Regions from separate parts of the Mus musculus genome. Here region 2 is linked to region 1. Evidence: chromatin contacts called from public Hi-C data. All regions are on one chromosome and are shown on one strand. Each heading gives the region's core, a stretch centred on a gene start, on an enhancer-like site or on the middle of the called end of the contact. The rest is flanking DNA. Distances are from core to core; before and after follow the strand shown.

The links. Hi-C and Micro-C count contacts between places; a contact is called where the count stands out from the background.
Region 2: a Hi-C map of cortical neurons shows a contact between it and region 1, with 2.0 times the contacts expected there. The contact joins two enhancer-like sites. A contact is called at or near these places in 1 of 15 datasets of contacts at CTCF or cohesin (the NIH/3T3 cell line) and 2 of 484 Hi-C or Micro-C datasets (bone marrow-derived macrophages and cortical neurons).

The regions. Positions count from the first base shown.
Region 1 is chr11:110,561,292-110,565,355 of GRCm38.p6, forward strand. No RefSeq gene overlaps it. Among named protein-coding and RNA genes, the nearest start is that of Gm46300, 12 kb to the left of the region's middle. Within about 2 kb of position 1,815, at least 13 of the 459 cell types and tissues checked have an H3K27ac peak or open chromatin away from gene starts, as enhancers often do. A contact at or near this core is called in cortical neurons, where this site is marked.
Region 2 is chr11:110,797,622-110,802,029 of GRCm38.p6, forward strand. No RefSeq gene overlaps it. Among named protein-coding and RNA genes, the nearest start is that of Kcnj16, 200 kb to the right of the region's middle. Within about 2 kb of position 2,605, at least 10 of the 459 cell types and tissues checked have an H3K27ac peak or open chromatin away from gene starts, as enhancers often do. A contact at or near this core is called in cortical neurons, where this site is marked.

The DNA of each region.
Region 1 (4,064 bases), core at 565-3,064:
AGCCTGGGGCTGCTGACTTAGCTGGACTGGCTGGCCAGAAAATCCCAAAGACCCTCCTAAGTCCACTTCCCCAGAGCTGGGATTACTGCTGAGCCTGACATTTTGTGTGAGTTCTAGTGCATCAAACTCAGACCTCCATGCTTGTCTGAGAAGGGTTTTATTGACTTGACCTTGACTATCTCCCAGTATTAGTTACAGTTTTTAGATCTTTCTCTCTCTCTCTCTCCCCCCTGACCCCATTCTTCCAAGTCACGGCTTTTTAATTTTGTTTTGTGGCTTATACATTGTTGTTTTGATGTTTCAAAGCTTCAGGATAACTTTTGTCTGCTTGTGCTTATGTGTGCGTGCGTGTGCATGCATAGGTGTGTAGGGTATGTGTGTATGTGCATACGTGTACATATTTGTATGTGTAGGGTCTGAGTGCATGCATGCATGTACAGTTGCTGTTTAACACTGTGCCTATAGATTTTGGGCACTCAAATATTTTTGGAATGCAGTTCCGAGTCAAAAGAATAAATCTGTGCAGGGCAGTGTTGCACACTCCTTTAATCCCATCACTCGGGAGGCAGAGGCAGGCGGATTTCTGAGTTTGAGGCCAGCCTGGTCTACAGAGTGAGTTCCAGGACAGTCAGGGCTACACAGAGAAACTCTGTTTTGAAAAACCAAAAGAAGAAAGAGAAAAAAAAAAAGAATAAATCTGTAAATGTGGAATAGTAGGACTTGTCTTTTAATAAATTATTTTTTTCTCAATTACGTTTGAGATTCTGAAAGGTCTTTATTCAAAGCATTTCCCTCTTTAGAAACTCTTCTGTTCCAGCTCATTAGGAAGGGGTCCAAGTTCCCATTTGATTTAGAAACTTCTTCTTTTTCCCCCCCTAGGACTGGAAAGTTGTCACCCTTAGGGATTTTGGAAAGATTTTAACATGAATCCAGGAAATCCAATTCTGTTCAAAATCAATTATTTGTGTTTTCTGAAAAAATCTATTTTCTGAAAATCTATTTTCTGAAATCTATAAAAACTACTCTCAAAAAGAATTCTAGGAAATTGCTTCCCTTCATTACCCGTCTGCCTGGTGTTCCCCCTTTAGTTTGTCCAAAAGGGAGGAAATAATGTTCACACTTTTCACGATGCTATGATGACTGAGATATGCTCGCGGGTCCAGTGAGCTTTCTGGGGTGGGAGGGTCTGAGTCTCCTTGGGAACTTCAAGGCCATTGCTGCTGACCGCCTGGGGCAGGAAGGAACTCATGAGTAGTGAGGGGGAAGTAGCTAAGCCTGGCTTAGAGGAAGTGTAACTGGCAATATTTTCCCAATTCCTAAGTCAAGTCTGCTTTACCGTCAATAACTAATAACTCAGAGGATACAACCTTGGAAATGCATTTCCTCAGGGATGCGGCCTATGAGGCAGGCAGCTTCTTTATTATTATTATTATTATTATTATTATTATTATTGGTTAGTAGGCATCAAAGTGTATAGCTTATAGCAGGAATTCAGTGGGACTTCCAGTTTGTCTCCACTCCCAGCGCTGTGAGCTTTGCCCACTTGCTCATCTCCCCGCAGTGTGGGAGCGAACCCAGCTGAGATGGATCTTTTTCTAGGCTGGGTGTCATAGAAGCTTTGAGCAGGGGCGTAGGTGCATAGTTAAGCATCCCCATGTTCTGATTACCTAACCAATTGCCATTGAATCTTGGAGCAAAATTGGTCCCCTGTGTCTTTTTGAGTCATTGGCAATTGTTGGAAGAGGTGAAGATAGTTTCTTTTGGAAGAAGAACCGAAAGCAATTTACTCTGAGTAGCTAAGTATGTTATTTCGGGGAACAGCATGACCATCAGATATGCACAAAGCAATTTGGAAGTCACCATGTGGAATGTATTCTGTTTACTGCATTCAGAAAAGTCATTTTAATTGGTCTCTGCAACCCATCACTGGGAATCCCTCTTCCCATAGCTGGTGCCTAGCCCATGCCTGTGCTCCGTTCTCTTTCCCATTCCCGCTTCCGCAGTAGCTCTGCTACTGTTCTGTGTCCGTGGCCCCATCACTCAAATGGTTTTACCAACAGGATTGACCTTGGCAACTGTGACGCTGCGAAGATCACGTTTGACAGGCGCTCTCTTGTTTTTAGCGTCCAGTTTCGCTGGAGGCTGCAGGAAGCTGCCTCCCGCAGGCTGAGGTCTGGAGGAGAAGCTGATAACACAAGGAGAAGCACCTGGTAGCAGCAGCAGCACTTCATCCAGGATGAAAACAGGAACTAAAATATAAACAACATCCTTTTTCCAGAAGCCAGAGCTCAGCTCCCTCCCGAGTGGGGTTGAGTCTGTTCTCCCAAGAGTCTCACGAGAACCTTTACTGAGGCAGGAAGGAAGGTCAGGGCATGAAGCAGGGTTTCAAGATTTCCGGTGGAAATCATCAAAAAGGATTTTTTTAAAAAAAAATTGTTATTGTTGTTGACGATCTTTTAAGTTCACGAATATGAGCAATAATCGTAGTTACAGCGCCGCACTTGCTTTTAGATGAATAAAAATTTAAATAGCTCAAGTCTGACAACATTTCCAAGGAAATGATGCAAATGGATCAAAGCGAAAAAGAAGAAAGGGCACGCTGCTGATCTCGTCTTTCCCACACCGTTTCGTCTGAAATGGATGTTATTTGTAACAGGGAAGTATGGCATCATGTTCCCTGTGATTGGTTGCTCGGCCAGTGTGTTCTGCTCACCCAATAAAGCAGAAATGTATGTGGAGTGAGGCGAGGGCTCTCCTCAGTGCCTCCAGTCAGTATGTAATGACTCAGGACCAGACGCCAACCACGGATGCTGAGAGCTACAACTTCTGCTCACACATTCAGCCCATTTGTACTGTTCTTACTTTAAAAAGTTACTTTTTTTTATTTATGTGTATGCACGCATCTATGTGGGTGCCCAAGGAATCTAGAGACAGTTGTTGGGTCTCCTGGAGTTGGAGTTATAGGCCATTGTGAACCATCTGTTGTGAGTTCTAGGAACTGAATTTGTCTTCTCTGGAAGAGCAGCAAGTGCTCTTAACCACTTAACTATTTTTTTTCCAGTTCTCTATTTCTTGCTTTTAGATAGATATTGTATTAAGCCCAATCTCTTCTTTAATGATTGTGTTATTAGAAAATGAAAAAAATCATGATCCATGTGTTTATTTTACATATTAAGACTGTGATACTTCATTCCTCCGTAGAATAGAGAACAAAATACCCATGGAAGGAGTTACAGAGACAACGTTTGGAGCTAAGACGAAAGGATGGACCATCCAGAGGCTACCCAACTCGGGGAACCATCCCATAATCAGCCACCAAACCCAGACACTATTGCATATGCCCTCAAGATTTTGCTGAAAGGACCCTGATATAGCTATCTCTTGTGAGGCTATGCCAGTGCCTGGCAAATACAGAAGTGGATGCTCACAGTCAGCTATTGGATGGATCACAGGGCCCCCAATGGAGGACCTAGAGAAAGTACCCAAGGAGCTGAAGGGGTCTGCACCCCTATAGGTGGAACAACAATATGAACTAATCAGTACCCCCAGAGCTCGTGTCTCTAGCTGCATATGTAGCAGAAGATGGCCTAGTTGGCCATCATTGGGAAGAGAGGCCCCTTGGTCTTGAAAACTTTACATGCCCCAGTACAGAGGAACGCCAGGGCCAAGAAGTGGGAGTGAGTGGGTAGGGGAGCAGGGAGTGGGGAGGGTATAGGTGACTTTTGGGATAGCATTTGAAATGTAAATGAAGAAAATATCTAATAAAAATTAAAAAAAGACTGTCATTGTCTCTTTAGTTGGAGAATCACAGTGCAAGCAGAATTTCCTTCCCAAAGCCTTATGCTATCATTGACTACACTATTCAGTCACTCAGCAAGAGATAAGTCTATCCTGCTATGTTAAAAATGCACCTGCCTATGGGACTAACTTGAAGAGTTTCTACCTCAACACATTTCTCATTTCACAAGACAGGGGGTTTTGGGGAGAGAGCAAGCTCCTGATATTAACTTATCCATTTATATAGCAATTTATTTACTATATACTATGAATAGGCTTTATTCTAG
Region 2 (4,408 bases), core at 1,355-3,854, 240 kb after region 1:
GTGCAAGGCTTTAGAAATCAGGTCAATGGGTCCCACGCCCTCCCCACCTTTTTTTAGGAACTGGCAGAAACTGGTAGGCTTTTGGTCAGAAAATGGTGTAATTAGTTTTGCAGTTTTAGGATGAAACTTTGCCCATATGTGTAGTGATCTCGTGGTTTATTATTTAAACTATGAAGTTTAGATAATAAGTGGACCATAGTCACTCATTATGCTAGGACTGCAGGTAAGAAGTGATTGTGTTGTTAAATTGCCACATTTATAAAAAGCAAAATGGAATTAGCTCAATATTTGAGATAATCTGGGAGGAAAAAAATGATGGAGGGAACTCTGACAAGAATCAATAAAGACACAAATGATAGTTACTGAAACATATATAGAAGGATAGTCTATGATGGGCTGTAAAAAAATAGATCTTCCATGTTTCTAGTTTGAAAACTTGAATTAGTGTTAGACATACACAATTAATGTTGATGTTTTAGAGGGTAGGGGATGGTTTTAAACATGTGTGTGTGTTGAGATGCAGGTAACACTTGGTCACCCAGGAATAGCTAGTGCCAACTTTAATAATGGCTAAACTTTGCACATAGTGTGTGTTAGCTATTCATTATTACAATGGATACTGAAAATGTCTGTCTTGCATTTGAAAATGAAAGATGGACACCTCTCTGTTGCCCACATGCAAATAATAGTCTTAGGAGCCTATTGATGTCTTGCAGCTGTCAAGAATCATACACTTGCTCTCCTGTGAGAGATGCTTAGATGCACCTTGATTTTTAAGTTCTTGATTTTGCTTTGGTTGGCTTCACTTTCTACAGTGCTGATCTGTACCAAAAAAGAGTCATTAGAAACGTCAAATGAGCAATATAAACAGTCAAGCAGCCTTTGTCAGTGTTGACAGTTCCTTAGTAAATTTCATTGTTGTGTAGATATTATAGAGTGTATTTAAATTAAGGCAGCAGTGGCAGTGGTATTGATACATGATATAATCTCACATGACATTTGTGACATATGTGGTCCAGTCTTGACTGGAATATTGTTTTGCAAGGTATGACTGAATTCTTTAAAATCATGGATAGGTCTTTGGGTTGCAACAAATTTATGTAAAAGGAAAAATGTTATGACTTCTCATGTTAAAAATAAGATACGGAAGGCTGTCATTGTCAAATTTCTACAACCAGTTAATAACAGGATAATAAGAAGCAGAAATTGTTCCCAGATTTTCAGCATGAGACACAGTTTTGGTACCAGTGGTGGGCGATTTGTTTCAAAACTAATCAATGTTTTCCTCTGATTTTTTACAGTGATTTATGGCTGGAGACAACTCAGTGGTAGACCACTTCAAGAGGCCATGTTCATTCCCGATGCCCTATGTAAAACAAACAAACAACAACAACAACATGTATAGGTGCTGACGGCACAGAGTCTATGAAGTGCTTTCCTTGAAAGCACGAGGACTTGGGTTTGATCCCCAGAAACCATGTAAGAAAAGCCAAGTGAGAAGGAGCATGCTTGTAATCCCAGCAGCAGCAGCAAGACAAAGACAGGGGAATTCTTTTTGAGCCTCATTTCCAGGTAGCTTACCCTGTCTCCTAAAACAGGTAGATACCTGAGAAATAAAACCCAAAATTATCCTCTGCCTACAAGAGCACCCACATGATGCATGGACACACAGAGATACACACAAATATATATATATATATACACGCACACACACACATACATACACACATATGCACACACATAAACACATGAGCATGTATAGGCATGCACACATGCATACACACATACAAGTATATACACACATACACACACATATATGCACACATACACACATATGCACACACCTGTGCACACACATGCACACACATGTAACCAACACATGTGCATCTATATACATACACACAAATCATGATTCATAATTTGTTGATGTGGCACTAGGACTAGAGTTGACTCAACACTGCTTAGATGGTCAGTACATTCAACAATGCCATCTGAAACTTGAACAATTGTTTAATCTGTGACATGCAAAAAGCTTGCAAGGTTTTCCTCCAGCTTTATAAAGAAAACAAATAGCAACATTTTGATTCCATGATGACCTGTAAAGCAGGTCTCTTCTAGTAAGATTATAAGAAGCTGGTATCATATGCTAGGAATCGAATGTTTTTGTTGTCTTTGTTTAACAAAAAGGAATGCTTTGTAGACAAAGACACTGATGCTTTCAAAGGACTTTAAATACTCTAGCCATGGAAGGGATCACTGGTTAACTTAAAATTGGAAAGTGCTGTGTTTGGTCACTTGTCCTTGCATGGTCACAGCCAATGAAACATGGAAAAAAATCTCTGGCTTCATACTAATGGTATTTCATTCATAAAATGCAACTGTGTCCTACTGTTTAACTGAGTGGTTCCAGGGCTGTGACAGCAGGCAGTCAGCTGGTTGGATTCCTATATAAACACAATGGCATTCCGAGGGTGGTGCTCTTTTTTCCTAATTAAAGCAAATTAGAAGCCCCATTTTGTTTCTGCAGTGAGTTCTGACAGCAGCATGTTCTGTGAATTGCTCATGGTACTTTACAGGAAGGCTTTTCCTTTCATTCAACATTCATTTATTCTCTTAAGTGTTAAATGCATTCCAGGCTCTGAAACCTTGGTTTTTCTGGATCCTTTCTAAACAGGACTAGAGGATTCGGTGAAATTCAGGGCAATAACTTGTGATGATGTTCCATTCTTTCAGCTTGACGATGCTTCTCTCTGGGTGGACACTCTATGCCCTCCCCGTCTTGATCTATCAGTTTGAATAATAGTGAAGCGGAATTTCTAAGGGGCGACCCAATTTGGCAAGGAGCAGTTGTTTGCAAGGACTCACATTGTTAAGACAAACAACTAAAATGCCAGTGCAAACATAGCAACTAGACATCAGAAGGGAGGCTGCACGCACAAGGAAAGCTTCCACGGAGCTATAATTTGACACACAGGAGCACAGTTTACAGCTCTCAGTTTCCAACAATGATATGCCTATTGTATGTATAATTTAAGGCCAGCGTCCAGGATTCAGGTATGTCTGGGTTTCATTTAATATTTGAAAAAATAAAATGATCAAGGAATGCTTAGATCATAGTTGTTCGAAGAAGCATTCCCTTGAATAAAATCCCATTGGCCAGTAGCTCATGTAAGTGTTTTCTGTAAGGAACTCAGTAAAACTCTATTCATTTCTGAAGTGATTGCTGCATTTTGTTGGCCTAAATTTTGTGTGAACTATCTGCATGAATATAAGTGTTGGGGGAGAGGGAAAGAGAGAGAGAGAGAGAGAGAGAGAGAGAGAGAGAGAGAGAGAGAGAGAGAGGGAGAGAGAGAGAGAGGAAACAAGGGAGGTAGAGAGAGAGATAGAGTAGGGAGAAGTCAACATGAAGTGTCTTTCTTAGCCATTCTTCACTGTGGCTTTGAAAACAGACTCTTTCCTGGATCTTGCTGACACAGTAGCTAGGTTGGCTGTCCAGTGAGCCTTTGGGATCCCTATGTCTCCACCTAACCTACTCTGGAATTACAAGTGCTCAACACGACACCCAGCTTTTTATTTCAAGTTATGGAGAGCAAATTCAGGTCATCCTTCTTGTGTGGCAGGCATTAGATACACTGAACTCGCTAGCCTGTGGCCTGACTTTAAGAGTTAGAAGGCTAAGCTTTAAGTATCAACCATCTTTCTATAAGTCAGGCTATGCTTCTCTGCTATGCTTTGTTGTAAAGTCTCCATCCCAGTCTTTCCAACAACGAGATCTCAGATGAAGACATAGCTCTTACTAGTTTTGTTTCCTTTGAGCTAATTTTTTTAACTCTGCATCTTGCTGAACTCTATATTGGAGAAAAAGTTAAGTTTATAAAGAGTGATGAAGGGTGTGTGCAATGAATGAAAGTCATAGGCAAGAACACACAGAAAGCCCTGCTCCATTCTGAAATCTCTTAAATAAAAAACACAGATTCATACCTGAAGTTAAATACTACATTGCTTTGGAAACTCTACTGCATTATGTCTGTAGAAGGGAAATATTTCTCTGATTCATCTGATTATCAATGCATGTGATGAAATTCAAATTACAAATTACATATTAAAGGTAAGAATTGAATGCCAGGGGGGAAGTCTTTTTCAAAGCTCCTTTCTTTCTTCAGTCTAACCGCTTTCTTGTTTTTCAGCTTCTGTGTCAGAGACAGTAAAGAGAAATCATAACAGAAGGTGAAATTTGACTCAGTTTGGTCTGTGAAGTGTTATAATCTTTGTGCAGCTAATGGCAAGAACACAGACTGGATGGAATTTTCCCGTCTTTTATCTTTCTGCCCGAAGACAGTCAACAATTACCTGTAAATAAATTTCAGACTCCAGGAAAGAGATTCCACTCCTCCCTTCAGTCCCCAGC